Linked DNA regions of Mus musculus: regions 1 and 2 are each linked to region 3. The links are chromatin contacts, called in public Micro-C and promoter capture Hi-C maps. All regions are on one chromosome and are shown on one strand. The core of a region is the stretch at or near the end of the contact, and the rest is flanking DNA. Distances in the headings are between cores, read along the strand shown. Region 1 overlaps Wdr1 (WD repeat domain 1). Region 2 overlaps Clnk (cytokine-dependent hematopoietic cell linker). Region 3 holds the start of Tmem128 (transmembrane protein 128).

Region 1 (4,040 bases), core at 1,400-3,899, 290 kb after region 3:
AGAGCTGTCACAGTCCCTTGTGTTCTAGCTGGCCAGCAAACCGTGTATAGGAAGCAGGAAAAGTCCAAGAATGGCCAAACCCCAGTAGAGCAAGAAGCAGGTTCCTGTGTGATTTGCAGAGCATCCCTAACTCGCAGACTGAGCCCTTCATTTCTGAAGTGTGGCAATGTTCTGAGAGCCTGCCTCTCCTGTCAAGTACAGGTGCAGCTGAGCATACCATGTGACACTGTGATCGCCTGTGGCCACTTGCACTCGATAAGCCTTGCTCCCAAGGGCAAATTTGCAGTCTCAGTCTCCTGAACATTTGCCCTGCCTCCCTGTGTGTAAGAGCTGGAGCTGAGTAAGATGCTTTTGTGAGATGGATGAGGTAGGCGGTACAAAGAAAGAACACAGACTGCGGTGCGAGTTGCTCCCACTGGAATGCTGCCAGCAGATTGTAAAGAAATACTTAGGGTCCACCCACCTCTTCCCAAATTAGCACGGTGCCTGTGCCATGGAAGTGGGAGTGCTTTACCTATCTCTTCAGGCTTACAAAGCTCACATGGCCTCCAAGAAGGCAGGCAGGGTGTAGCTTTTCCTGAAGATGCCAGACCACTTTAGTGAGCCCTGAGTAGCAATTGATAAAAGCATCACTTTTTGGGCTAAACAGAGGTGATAGGCAATAAGGACAGCAGCTAGCAGCCAGGTCATGTCCCAAATCTGTCGCTGCAGGGTTAGGGCTTCTTGGACCTCATCAGGACCTCATTTATAGCCCCTCTGTAAAAGCATTATCTACAGGGCCATCTCATGGGATTGCTATGAGGTCAAAAAAAGTCGCATGTGTAAAGTCTCAGGCTAGTCCTTGGGATGCAGTCAGTCCTTGTTATAAGTGGACCATGAACTAAGGTTCTGCACATCAGAGGCTCCCACTACATGCAAACATGGGCCAATGTCTACAGCAGTGGTTCTCAACCTTCCTAACACTGTGACCACTTAACACAGTTCCTCATGGTGTGGTGACCCCCAGCCATAAAATGATTTTGTTGCTACTTCATAGCTATTTAATTTTGCTATTGTTGTGAATGGAAAGGTAAATATCTGTGTTTTCTAGTGGTCTCAGGTGAGCCCTCGGTTGAGAACTGCTGGTCTAGAAGCAGGAGATTGACCAGACTTGGCGCGCTGTGGCTGAGGAGCATGTAAGAGGGAGCATCGGTCTCCAGGAGCAATCACAAGCTGGGTGGTGGTACGCCAGAAGGCCTCCCCCAGTCATCTGTGGGTGATGTCCAGGAAGACAGCAGTGCTGAGGCGTGTTCCAGAAAGAAATGGAGACCTGGTTAGTCACTGAACCCACAGGCCAGAAAGGAAAGTGCGAAGCGAGCAGTATGAGGAGCTGTGCATACACAGAAAGGGCATCGTGACCACTCCAACCTCCCCCACCCCCAAATATTCAGAAGCAGCCTACATATACATAGGCACTCTATACACACATGTATGTACATGCACTCATGAATAAAAATGACAGACACATACCTCTGTATACATGCACGCTAACTCAAGCACTCATGACAAGGTTCCTCCCTAACAGGGCCCACACTGTCCCCTGGGCAAGACAATAAGGATGGGATGAAAGGTGTCTCTCCCTCTAAGGCAGTGTAGGAGTCAGCTTTCTAACCCTGGGTTGATGGACCAGCTGCTACCCCTCATGTAGTTCTCCCTCCATCCCTCAACTGGTATCCAGCCATTTACATACAACCTCTGCCACCAGATCAGCAGGCCTCTTCCTCATGCCTCAGTTCACTCTTTTCAGAAGCAGGAAACAGGAAAGAGATAGGAGGAGCCTGGAGATTAATACAAGGCCTCAACTTATCAGGGTAAACCCCCAATAGTCAAACACAAGTTGGAGGTCACATGCCACACTAGGTGCTCAAGACAGAGTAGCTACCCAAAGAGACCAAATAATTGAGAACCATTTTCAATGACCTGTTGGTTTGTACAGCACCAGGAAGAAAACTGCCCAGTGAGTGCAATGTGACATTAGGGATGGGCTTCTAGGCAAACTCATGGTCACACTTGGACTGAGAACAGAGCCAACTGAGTGGCCATTCTTCTGAGTCTGCATTATCCCTCGACCTGACACATGGGGTGTAGGAGCACAGAGTCCTAGTCAAACGCCATGGGGCTTGAAGAGGGAGGAGGAAAGCGTGAGTGGAGTGGCTTTTATTCATACCCAAGGAGACCTCGGCCCTGTCGTGCAGCTTCCAGTTTTCATCTGGAGGCTCCCTTTAGGAAGCCTGCCCTGGGCATTACGCCAAATCAGGCACCCTGACTTGGGGCCTCTCCTACATCCTGTAGGCTGCTAGAAATCACTGTCCAGAGTGAAGAAAAGTGAGACTGCCCCCAAAATGTCTTGTGATGTGATCAGAGGGCCTTCCCAGAGGCTTGGGCTCCAGGGACAGATCTATCACATTGTTAGGATCCTCTAGCAGCTGCTGGACAGCTGGACTGACAGCATCTACAGATTGCAAAGCAACGGAGGCCCTGGCTAGGAGGGAGATATAGGCTTCAGGGTACTAGGCTCCAAGTCTTTGGACACACCCGTTAGCAGCTGACCTACCATGCCAGCACAGCTTTTCCTAAGCTTTCCCATCCCCTCCCTTCCTTCAAACACAAAACACTATTTTTAGCTCAGGGCCTGCAATGTGCACAGCAAATGTCCCACTGTTACCCCTAACAATTACTCTGCTCTCCTCAAAGTACACTGGAAATGTGGAAATGTGATCCCCCCCACAAGCTTCCTGCAATCTGCCAGCAAACCAGGGCTGTTAAAAGAACATCAAAACCATACCAATGTCCCCTTTTCATGGACTGTCCTTTGTTGAATCCATAGAGTCTGCATTCAATCAGAAGGCCATCGGATTTCTGTCTTGTCCAACAGCCCCATGGGAACAGTGAGGTCAGGTCTAGGTCCACAGGCACTCAGATAGGGATGGCAAAGCAAGAGCTATGCCAAGCTGAGTGGCTGCCCTCACCAGCAACCCTCCTCTCTTAACAGATTTCTCAGAGAACTCAGCTCAGTGTTAAACATAATTTTAAAAGGCATTCCAGCTAAATCCTGAGGCTTAAATGAAGAGACATTTTGTTGGCAAGCAGGGCCAAGGGGGGAAAAACCCTAAAATAACAAACCAACCTACAAGGTTACAACAAATCATGGATCCCAGTTAGTTTTACAGAGTCAATGTATCTAAACATAAACCCAGTAAGTGCCTAGGGTGTGTTGGACTCCAGCCCAGCCCAGCCCAGCCCTTCACTACAATGCTAGTAGTAAAGGGCTCTGCAGGGCCCTTTTCTTAAGTGCACCCTAGCTTCACTGATAGCTGCCATGATGAACCCTAGCAGACCTTGTACTAAGCACCAAACACACATCACCTTTGGATCCTTAACCCATGAGGGAGTTATCTACAACCCCCGTTCACAGGATGAACTAAAGGTACAAGGATGTAAGGAAGGAATGTATCAGCAGTAAGGCACAGGCTGGGGGCCCTCCCAGACCTACAGCCTGCCATATCAGACACACTGCCTGAGGGAGTGAGGGCAGTGCAGACAAAGGTGCCACAGCACTTAAAAATCCTGGTCATCGCTAAGAGTCTGGGCTCTCAGGCCCAGCCACTGCTCACTCAATTCCCTCCCTGTCCTAGAAACAAAGATAAGCAAGCAGGCTATTAATTATGTATTGGATATCTGAATGAAAAACTGAATGAATGACTCGAGTGAATAAATGAATGAGATGCAAGATGCATAGTCACTCTACCCTCTCTGCTTCTCATCTGTAAATGGTTAAATTCTACTTCTTAGAGCTAAGAACCACCACAAATGCAAATGTCTGTCTGTCCCATCTGCCACAGTCACCTACTGAGCCACACAGGGGCCCAGGCTAGAGGGCATAAAGGCCAACTCTCACAAATAATGCCAACACTGGTGGCAAAGTTGGCTGGAAGGGAATAGCCAGTACATTGACACAAAATAGCCACCGCTCATGCTTTCCTGCCACTTTAACTAAAGCC
Region 2 (3,978 bases), core at 710-3,209, 490 kb after region 3:
CCTGATCTCATGAGGCTGGGCAGCTAGGTGTACCTGCAAGATGCTCTGTCTGGGTTTTGGAAAAAAAAGAAGAGCATATCATGTTGGTATTTAGGGAGGAAGAGTCTGGGAAGAAAGAGCAGTCAGTGTAGAGACACTTCTACAGAAATGGGTACCTTCATGGTAATCAGAAGGTTCTAGGTTACTGTTAGGCATTTACTAACATTGTATAACACTATATGCCTGATGCATGTTTGGCCAGCTTGGTCTTGGGCTGGTGAAATGGCTCAGCAGGGAAAGGTACTTGCTGTCAAGGCTGAAGACCTGAGTTTTATCCCGAGGCTCCAACTAGTAGAAATAGAGGATCAACTCCCGTACGTTATCCTCTGGCCTCCCAAGCACACTGTGGTAGGTGCACACTACCCACCATAAATAAGCAAATGTAAAAAATGGAAGTTATTTGCGCCAAATGTGTGTACTAAGAAAGGAAGATGAATGGAGGGAGTTTTGCTGACCACGGAAGGACTGTCTGACGATGTGAATGGATGGAGGCTTGCTGGATCTTGTTCACAGAGCTTCCAAGGCCAAATGCCTGTGCTTCTCTGTTTCAGGAGCTGGTACAAATCATTTAAATTAACAGCAAAACAAAATGATTAAATTCATAAAAATCGATTTCATATGTATGAGTGCTTTGGTTGTGTGTTGTCAGTGTGTCACGTGTGTGCTGTGTCTGTGGAGGCCTCAGAGCCCCTGGGACTGAGCTACCATGTGGGTGCTGGGGATCAAACCTGGTTCCTCTGAAAGAGTAGCTAGTGCTCTTAATCTCTGAACCATTGCTCCAGTCCCACAAATGTGATTTTTAATGTCTTACCGAGGAGGTGGCAAAGGAGTCTGTGAAAGGAAACAGAACCAGGAGTTAAATTCACTATTTTTTGGGCAGGACCACTGATTAAAATTTTCCTCCTCCCCCTCCCCTCCCCTCCCCTCCCCTCCCCTCCCCTCCCCTCCCCTCCCCTCCCCTCCCCTCCCCTCCCCTCCCCTCCCCTCCCCTCCTCTGTTCTCCCCTCCCCTCCCCTCCCCTCCTCTGCCCTCCCTCCTCCTCCTCTCTTCTCCCCTCCCCTCCCCTTCCCTCCCCTCCCCTCCCCCTCCCCTCCCCTCCCTTCCCCTCCCCTCTCCTCCTCCTCCTCCTCCTCCTCCTCCTCCTCCTCCTCCTCCTCCTCCTCCTCCTCCTCCTCTTCTTCTTCTTCTTCTTCTTCTTCTTCTTCTTCTTCTTCTTCTTCTTCTTCTTCTTCTCCCTTCTTTCTTCCCCCAAATTCTCCCTTCTTTCTTCCCCCTTCTTCTTCCCCCTTCTTATCTTTCTTCCCCCTTCTTTCTCCTTTTCTTTCTTCCCCCTTCCTTCTTCCCACTTCCTTCTTCCCCTTTCCTTCTTCCCCCTTCCTTCTTCCCACTTCCCACTTCCTTCTTCCCCCTCTCCCCCCTCCCTTCTCCCTTCTCTCTTTTCTCTTCTCCCTCCTCCTCCTCTTCCTCCTCCTCTTCCTTCTTCTTCTTCTCCTCCTCCCCTCCTCCTCTTATTCTTTTGTTTAGGACCAGAGGACGGAGGACGAAGGAGCGAGGACTTATGCTTGCCAGGCAAGCACTCTACCACTGAGCTAAATCCCCAACCCCAGAATGTTTTGATTTACCAATGAAAAGGAAAAAATGATTGAAATCCCAGAACACGGTTTCCCAGTGACATTTAAGCTGCATCTTGCTGTGTCTGTATGTCTGCGCCTTTGAAGAGTAACAAGTACATTTTAATATTTTTCACTTACCTTGTTTATTTTTGTGTATTTGAATCCTAAAACATAAGACAGAGAAGACCATGAGCCCGGTGGAAAACTGGAAAATGTCATCAAATACTCTGGAAAGGACTCTGGACAGCTCAAGCGCGGTGGAGAGCTGGTCTCTGGCAGGTCTTGCCCTTCTCTCCTTTCCCTTTGTCTTGCTAAAACCCATTAGATTACATTCCTAAAGCTAGCCACCAGGGTGCTTTCCCTTCCCTGTTCACTTCCTCCTCCTGAGGCGGACTACCAAGGTCTAGCTATCAGAGCCCCCTCTGGCTCACCCAGTTAACATGCCCAATTAAAATTAAACACATCATAACAGTGTTTGCCATTTTACCTTTATAAACTGTTATTTTTCTATGTGCCACATTTGCCTCCTCTCTGTCCTCTGTCTCCCAGTGACAAATACCCCTCCTCCCTCTTGCTTGTTTCCTTCTGCTTCTTTCTTATCCTCTTTTTTTCTGTCTTTGTCTCTTATTCCCTGGCCTCTGTCCCTTTGGGCCAAATAAATGTCCTAAGTGCTGAGAACTTGGTCTTGGGGGTTGTGAGCCAATTCTTTTCCTTTCAATGCTTACATATGCTTCTATAGAAACCACTCCTATATTCAGTAAGATTGACGGCACTCTTAATGATACTTATTGGGATCTGATCAGTTGCCAGGCATGATGCTGAACCCTTTAGTGTAGGGATCTATTGCATTCCCACCCACCCTATCAGAATGAAGCATTTAAGATGCGGGGAAATTAAACATTCCACAAGCTAGAGAAACAGAAGCAGATCACTGTGAGTGGTGTGACTCTTAAGGACCCACGAACATCACCCTCTCACTATCCCTCATCCTTACTCTTGGAAACCACCTTGCACTTCCTGCTACTATGAGCTATGCAGTTTCACGTTTATCTATGTGACTGCGTGCAGCATTGCATCTGTCTGTGTCTTTGTCTCACCCAGTGTATTGTCTCCAGACCCATATATGTAGTCACAAATGGTAGGCTTCCCTCCCTTGTGGGACTGAGTAAAACTCCATTGTATAGATGTATACTGTCTTTTTACCCAGGCAGGACAGACAGATTGCTTCCATGGTTTGCTTTATGGATAATGCTGTAGGGAGATGGAGTGGACATGGCTCTTCAAGATCCTAACAATGCCTTGGATGGATACGACAGGTTGTATTCTTGGGTTGCAGGATCTGATTTTACGTTTTAGAGGAAATACTATACTGTATACTGAAACACTATGCCCAGATGACTATGCCAGCATGAGTTCTTGCCAACAGCAGGCACTGCCCTGCACCTTGTGATGTCACTTTAGATGGGGAGCTCATACTTAAAGCATCCTTCCTCATTCTAGGAAGCTTTCATAGTAAGCATGGTAGACCTTCCTGATGCCACGTGTGTCTATTCTGTGTCTCTATTAGAATTCTGGGCTTTCTCAGGCATTGTTTAGTATTCTTGCCACTCTCGTAAAATTTTAGTAGTAATTCTATGAACAACAGCAACAAACCACAGGTGTCCAGCGCGTGGCCTCGGGCTGCTTGTGGTACAGGGTAGCTTGCTATGTTGCAGTGTCATGCGACATAAATGTACGTCTGCACTCACAAGCCACGAGCCTCAGGTTGGACATGGATTTCCTGTGCAGTTCAAAACAATGAAATTTCTTTGCCGTGTGTTGCATAGAAAAACCAAAGGCCTGGGCACCCCTACACCCTGTCAGCTACAGCAAGCAGGTATGCCCGCAAGTACCCAGTGCTAGGGGCTGCTCCACACTGCTGGTTTATCCATCAACATCCCACAAGGCAAATGGTCTGGGTGACCTTAAGGGTAAGCACACTGAATCACACAGGTGAAGGAACTCATCGCATGGCTATCAGCTCTTGAGACAATTCAGCTAAAATCCTGCAAGGTTCTTTATTTTCCAGCAGGGGGGCCTTGTTTAATAAGCAGCAGCAGGCACAGAGCCTCCATGGGCTGCACCGGGTCCTCTGAGTATATATCATAGCTTTCAGTTTAGTATTTTCATGGGGGCTCCCGAGTGTGTGAACGGATGGGTCTCTGTTTCTTGTGTGTTCTCTTGAAGCTCTTTTCCTTCTGTTGGTTTGTTTTGTCCAACTTCAATGTGATCATTTTTGTTTTATCTTATATACTGCTTTGTTGTTTATTAAAACATTACTAATTTT
Region 3 (3,762 bases), core at 529-3,028:
AAGGAAACCAGGAAAAGGGAGTTATTGTTTAGAAAGGCCATCCGAGCTGCTCAGCCATTACTCTTTGCCTCAAGGGATGCAGGAAAGCTAAAGTAACAACAGAAACAAATTCAGAGAAACTCAACCCCTTTCCTATTTCTTCATCAGCCCCCACACCATATGGAAGAGCGCTCAGATTTTCCTGCCGGGATGTGATGCTGTATTCAGCCCACCTCTCTGCCTTCCTTACATCCCCTGGCAGAACACACCAGTTCTCTTCCATACTCCCCACATCCCACAGGCAGATTTCCATTATGGCACCAGACTGACATTATCTCCGCCATTACATCCCTACCTCGTCCTCAGCATTTACTCTAAGTAGCTAGTCAGAAAATGTTGCTCTGCTCGAATTAATGAAACACGCCTCGACATTTCAAGCAGCACTGTCTTCTCTTCTATATCTGAGGTCAGGTTTGAACCAGGAGCACTTCAAGAGCAGGGTCAGTTCTTACTCATCTTGTCTCCATTGTCCGGCCTCAGGCATGGCAGTTCATAGTGAATAGCAGGTGCAATACACGCTTGACTGGTTAAGCACAAACTTTCTCAGCTCATGACTCACTAGGGAAAGAGTAGGAGAATAAACAATAGGACTCTTGATAGAAGAATAAGTTGTGATCCAGTGAAATGCAGATTATGGGCACTGGGTGGTGGGAACAATTGGCTGGAAAAGAAGGCTGGTTCCCACAGTCCAGAGAGGGCTATTTTTCACAAGCCGAGAGAAGAGGGCTCACAGGATCCCTAAACCATTGGTTTTCCCTCAAGCCCAACAAACCAGATATAGAGATGGATATAATGTCTATTAGGCAGAAAAGCAAATAGTCTTGGGTTCCTTCCTTGCCCAAAGCCATGCAACCTGTAAGTATTACCAGAGACAAAATGAACAGAATACCAAAGTAGTGATCACAGAAAAATAAAACAAATCAAAACAAACAACAACAACAACAACAACAAACAAACAAAAACCTTATTTACAGCAAATTGGAACAAGGGGGAATTGCTTCCAAAATGAATTCCCAGAAACTGGGGAAAGCTGCAGTTTATAAGAGGAATGCAGACTCTGGAGGCAAAAGGTGTCATCACATCTGGGAGGGAGTTTCCTGCAGAGTTAGTCAGATTGCATGCTCTTTCACTCATCCAAGCTATGAAAGTGAAAAATTGAGGACCTTGAGGCAGTATCATCTGCCTCAGAGTTATACTTCTGAACAACCTTAAAAGTGAGGAAAAACAAGCCGGGTATGGTGGCTCACGCCTTTAATCCCAGCACTCGGGAGGCAGAGGCAGGTGGATTTCTGAGTTCGAGGCCAGCCTGGTCTACAAAGTGAGTTCCAGGACAGCCAGGACTATACAGAGAAACCCTGTCTCGAAAAACCAAAAATAAATAAATAAATAAATAAATAAAAATGAGGAAGAACAGCTCATTATTGGGGCTCAGAATGCTGAATATGAACCCTGTCACTTTCCTGCTTTCTGGTAAACTGACAGGGATGTTGGGGGAGTGCAATTTCTTTTAATCTCAGAGGTCGTTTCCCCCTAATCTGGCGGTTCTTTGCTGTCCCTGGGACTGCCTACAACTCATCCCAGACTAGCGGTGGAACCCCTACAGAGCTGGAGTAACCGGGAGACTGGGGCTTGGAAGTTTAGCCTTGGATAGAAGGTTATTTTCTACGTTTAGGCGCTGGAAACTGGATGTTCTCAGGACCGCGCAGCCAGAGGCAACGCTAACCTTGGTCCTTTAGAGCTTCCATAGATAGTAATAATACAGGGACCCACTGCTCCTGAGACCAGAGATCCGTATTTTAAAGTTCAAGTGCTTCTTGGTGATTTAGTGCGGTTTCTTCGCCCACTAAAACCGCCAAGGTAATACAGTTTTATTCCGAGCGTCCGGAGATTCCGCCCTTGGACCTGGCGCCGGAAGTGCTGCGTGCGGTCACTTCCGTCGCACTGGCGGGCGCCAAGATGGACGCTCCGTGGGCTCGGGAGCAGCTACGGCGGCGTTACCTGTTTCCTTCCGAAGTAGAGCTGGACTGCGAGGACGAGGCCAAGCCGGGTGAGGCTCCCCAGACTCTGGGGCCCAGAGTGGGGCCGCGAGTCGGTGTCCAGGGTCCTGACAGGTCTTTCAACCATCCCATCCTCCCCTGAGCCGTATTTCCGCATTCCGTGGAGAGTCGACTTAATGCCGGCTTGGAAACCCCCTTTAAAACTAAAACCAAAACCGACCACTTCAGCTTTGCCCCAATGTAATACGGTACGGATGTATGTACTTAGCTGCCTGTCAGCAGAAAGCTAGCAAAAATCAGTTTGGATTAGATGTATCTCTGCCTGGACATCAGATAGACTTTTCTGTATCCCTGTGGGCCGTTTTCAGAAGGTATCTCAGAACAATATTTATGACATGTCACCATTTGGGTACGAACTACACTCCATTATGTGTTTTTGCCTGTAGATGCACAGAATAAAAAGCAATTTCATAGGAACGAATCATGCTAGCTTCCTATAGGCTAGAGAACGGTAAGGATGAGATACACTTTATTTTAGAGCTGTTTGACCTGGATATTGTAAGAACTTTATTTGTTAGCTTTTCAAAATAAACACTGGCAGTTTGTGTGCATTTTGAGAATATCTTCAAGAATTTGTGTTAGTAGTAACCTCTCTACAGACTGATAGTCTAGAGACCTCACTTGGAAACCAGTAGTCCTCATACAGAGATGGCATGTCGGAATCCCTTCATTTTGTTTGCAGGGAGAGCAGTGACTCGCCTGTCAACTGTGCAGTCTATGCTGTCTTCCGGGGCTACAGCTCTGGTGTGTTACTCCATGTTGGAGCTACCCCAAAAGCTGATGTCTGTTTAAAATATTTTGGTATAAATTTTATTGTATTTGGCGTTTTCCTTTTATTAGTGTATGCGCACTCATTAATTGGTACACGTGCTTTTGGAGGCCAGAGATTGCGCATCTTGCTCTTTTGGTCTCCACATTTTTTTTGAGACTAGATGTCCCTTGGCCCCTGGATCCACCTGTCTCTGTGGATGCTGGGGATGAACTCAGGTTCTCATGTTTGTGCAGCAACCATGTTACCTGCTGAACCCTCTCATTCCCCTGCTTTTGACATTTTACTTAGTTAACATAATTAATTACTTCCCTAGAGGAAATGTGAAATAAAGTGTGTGCTATACCATACTTCTGGATGGCATTGCTGTAGCTAGAAGATTATGAAATGCGATTCCAAGATTCATTTTTCAGCAATAACCAGTAATATTGAGCATATTTTCTAGTGAGTACCTATTAACTATTTCAGCAAATGTAAATCTACCATTTTTGTTATTTGTTTGGTAGGTTCTTGGCATAGAACTCAAGACTTCATGCATACTCAAGATATATTCTACCACTGGGTGACGCCTCTGCCCCTATATATACACGTATCCTGATGCTCTGACAGAAGGAGCTCCCACCTTAGTGGGAGGGATTCTGGTTACTGGAAAGTTCTAGGAGATGACTTCATCTGGTGTAAAAAACTGGGCGAGTTCATAACTCAAAATCTCCCCTATTTTATAGAAACACCCACAGCTGTTGAGAAAAAGGAGCGACCTCTTCCAAGACTTAACATTCATTCTGGATTCTGGATTTTGGCATCCATCGTTGTGACCTATTATGTTGACTTCTTTAAAACCTTTAAAGAAAATTTTCACACCAATAGGTAAGAAAATGTTGTTTCTCCAGGCATAGT

What was found. Promoter capture Hi-C pulls out the DNA fragments that hold promoters and counts their contacts. A called contact is a pair of places that touch in the nucleus more often than the background predicts.
Region 1: a contact with region 3 is called in a promoter capture Hi-C map of neural stem cells. The contact joins the enhancer-like site here to the promoter of Tmem128 in region 3. A contact is called at or near these places in 21 of 39 promoter capture datasets (the 3T3-L1 cell line, the C10 cell line, the HPC-7 cell line and 12 more), 1 of 15 datasets of contacts at CTCF or cohesin (the NIH/3T3 cell line), 3 of 484 Hi-C or Micro-C datasets (CD4 T cells, Th1 cells and nephron progenitors), 5 of 115 datasets of contacts at active chromatin or transcription factors (bone marrow-derived macrophages, embryonic forebrain, embryonic stem cells and 1 more) and 3 of 9 other capture datasets (adipose tissue, embryonic stem cells and liver).
Region 2: a Micro-C map of embryonic stem cells shows a contact between it and region 3, with 2.7 times the contacts expected there. The contact joins the enhancer-like site here to the promoter of Tmem128 in region 3. A contact is called at or near these places in 2 of 39 promoter capture datasets (the 3T3-L1 cell line and embryonic stem cells), 1 of 484 Hi-C or Micro-C datasets (embryonic stem cells) and 1 of 9 other capture datasets (embryonic stem cells).

What each region holds. Positions count from the first base shown.
Region 1 is chr5:38,547,227-38,551,266 of GRCm38.p6, forward strand. All of the region lies in intron 3 of Wdr1 (WD repeat domain 1), which reads right to left. Among named protein-coding and RNA genes, the nearest start is that of Gm22249, 2.8 kb to the left of the region's middle. Within about 2 kb of position 2,650, at least 43 of the 459 cell types and tissues checked have an H3K27ac peak or open chromatin away from gene starts, as enhancers often do. A contact at or near this core is called in neural stem cells, where this site is marked.
Region 2 is chr5:38,750,977-38,754,954 of GRCm38.p6, forward strand. It overlaps Clnk (cytokine-dependent hematopoietic cell linker), which reads right to left. Exons shown (of 19, transcript NM_013748.3): 9 at 1,791-1,816; 10 at 851-870. Among named protein-coding and RNA genes, the nearest start is that of Gm22779, 53 kb to the left of the region's middle. Within about 2 kb of position 1,960, at least 5 of the 459 cell types and tissues checked have an H3K27ac peak or open chromatin away from gene starts, as enhancers often do. A contact at or near this core is called in embryonic stem cells, where this site is marked.
Region 3 is chr5:38,258,407-38,262,168 of GRCm38.p6, forward strand. It overlaps Tmem128 (transmembrane protein 128), which reads left to right and starts at 1,779. Exons shown (of 5, transcript NM_025480.4): 1 at 1,779-2,086; 2 at 3,591-3,732. The coding sequence starts at 1,996.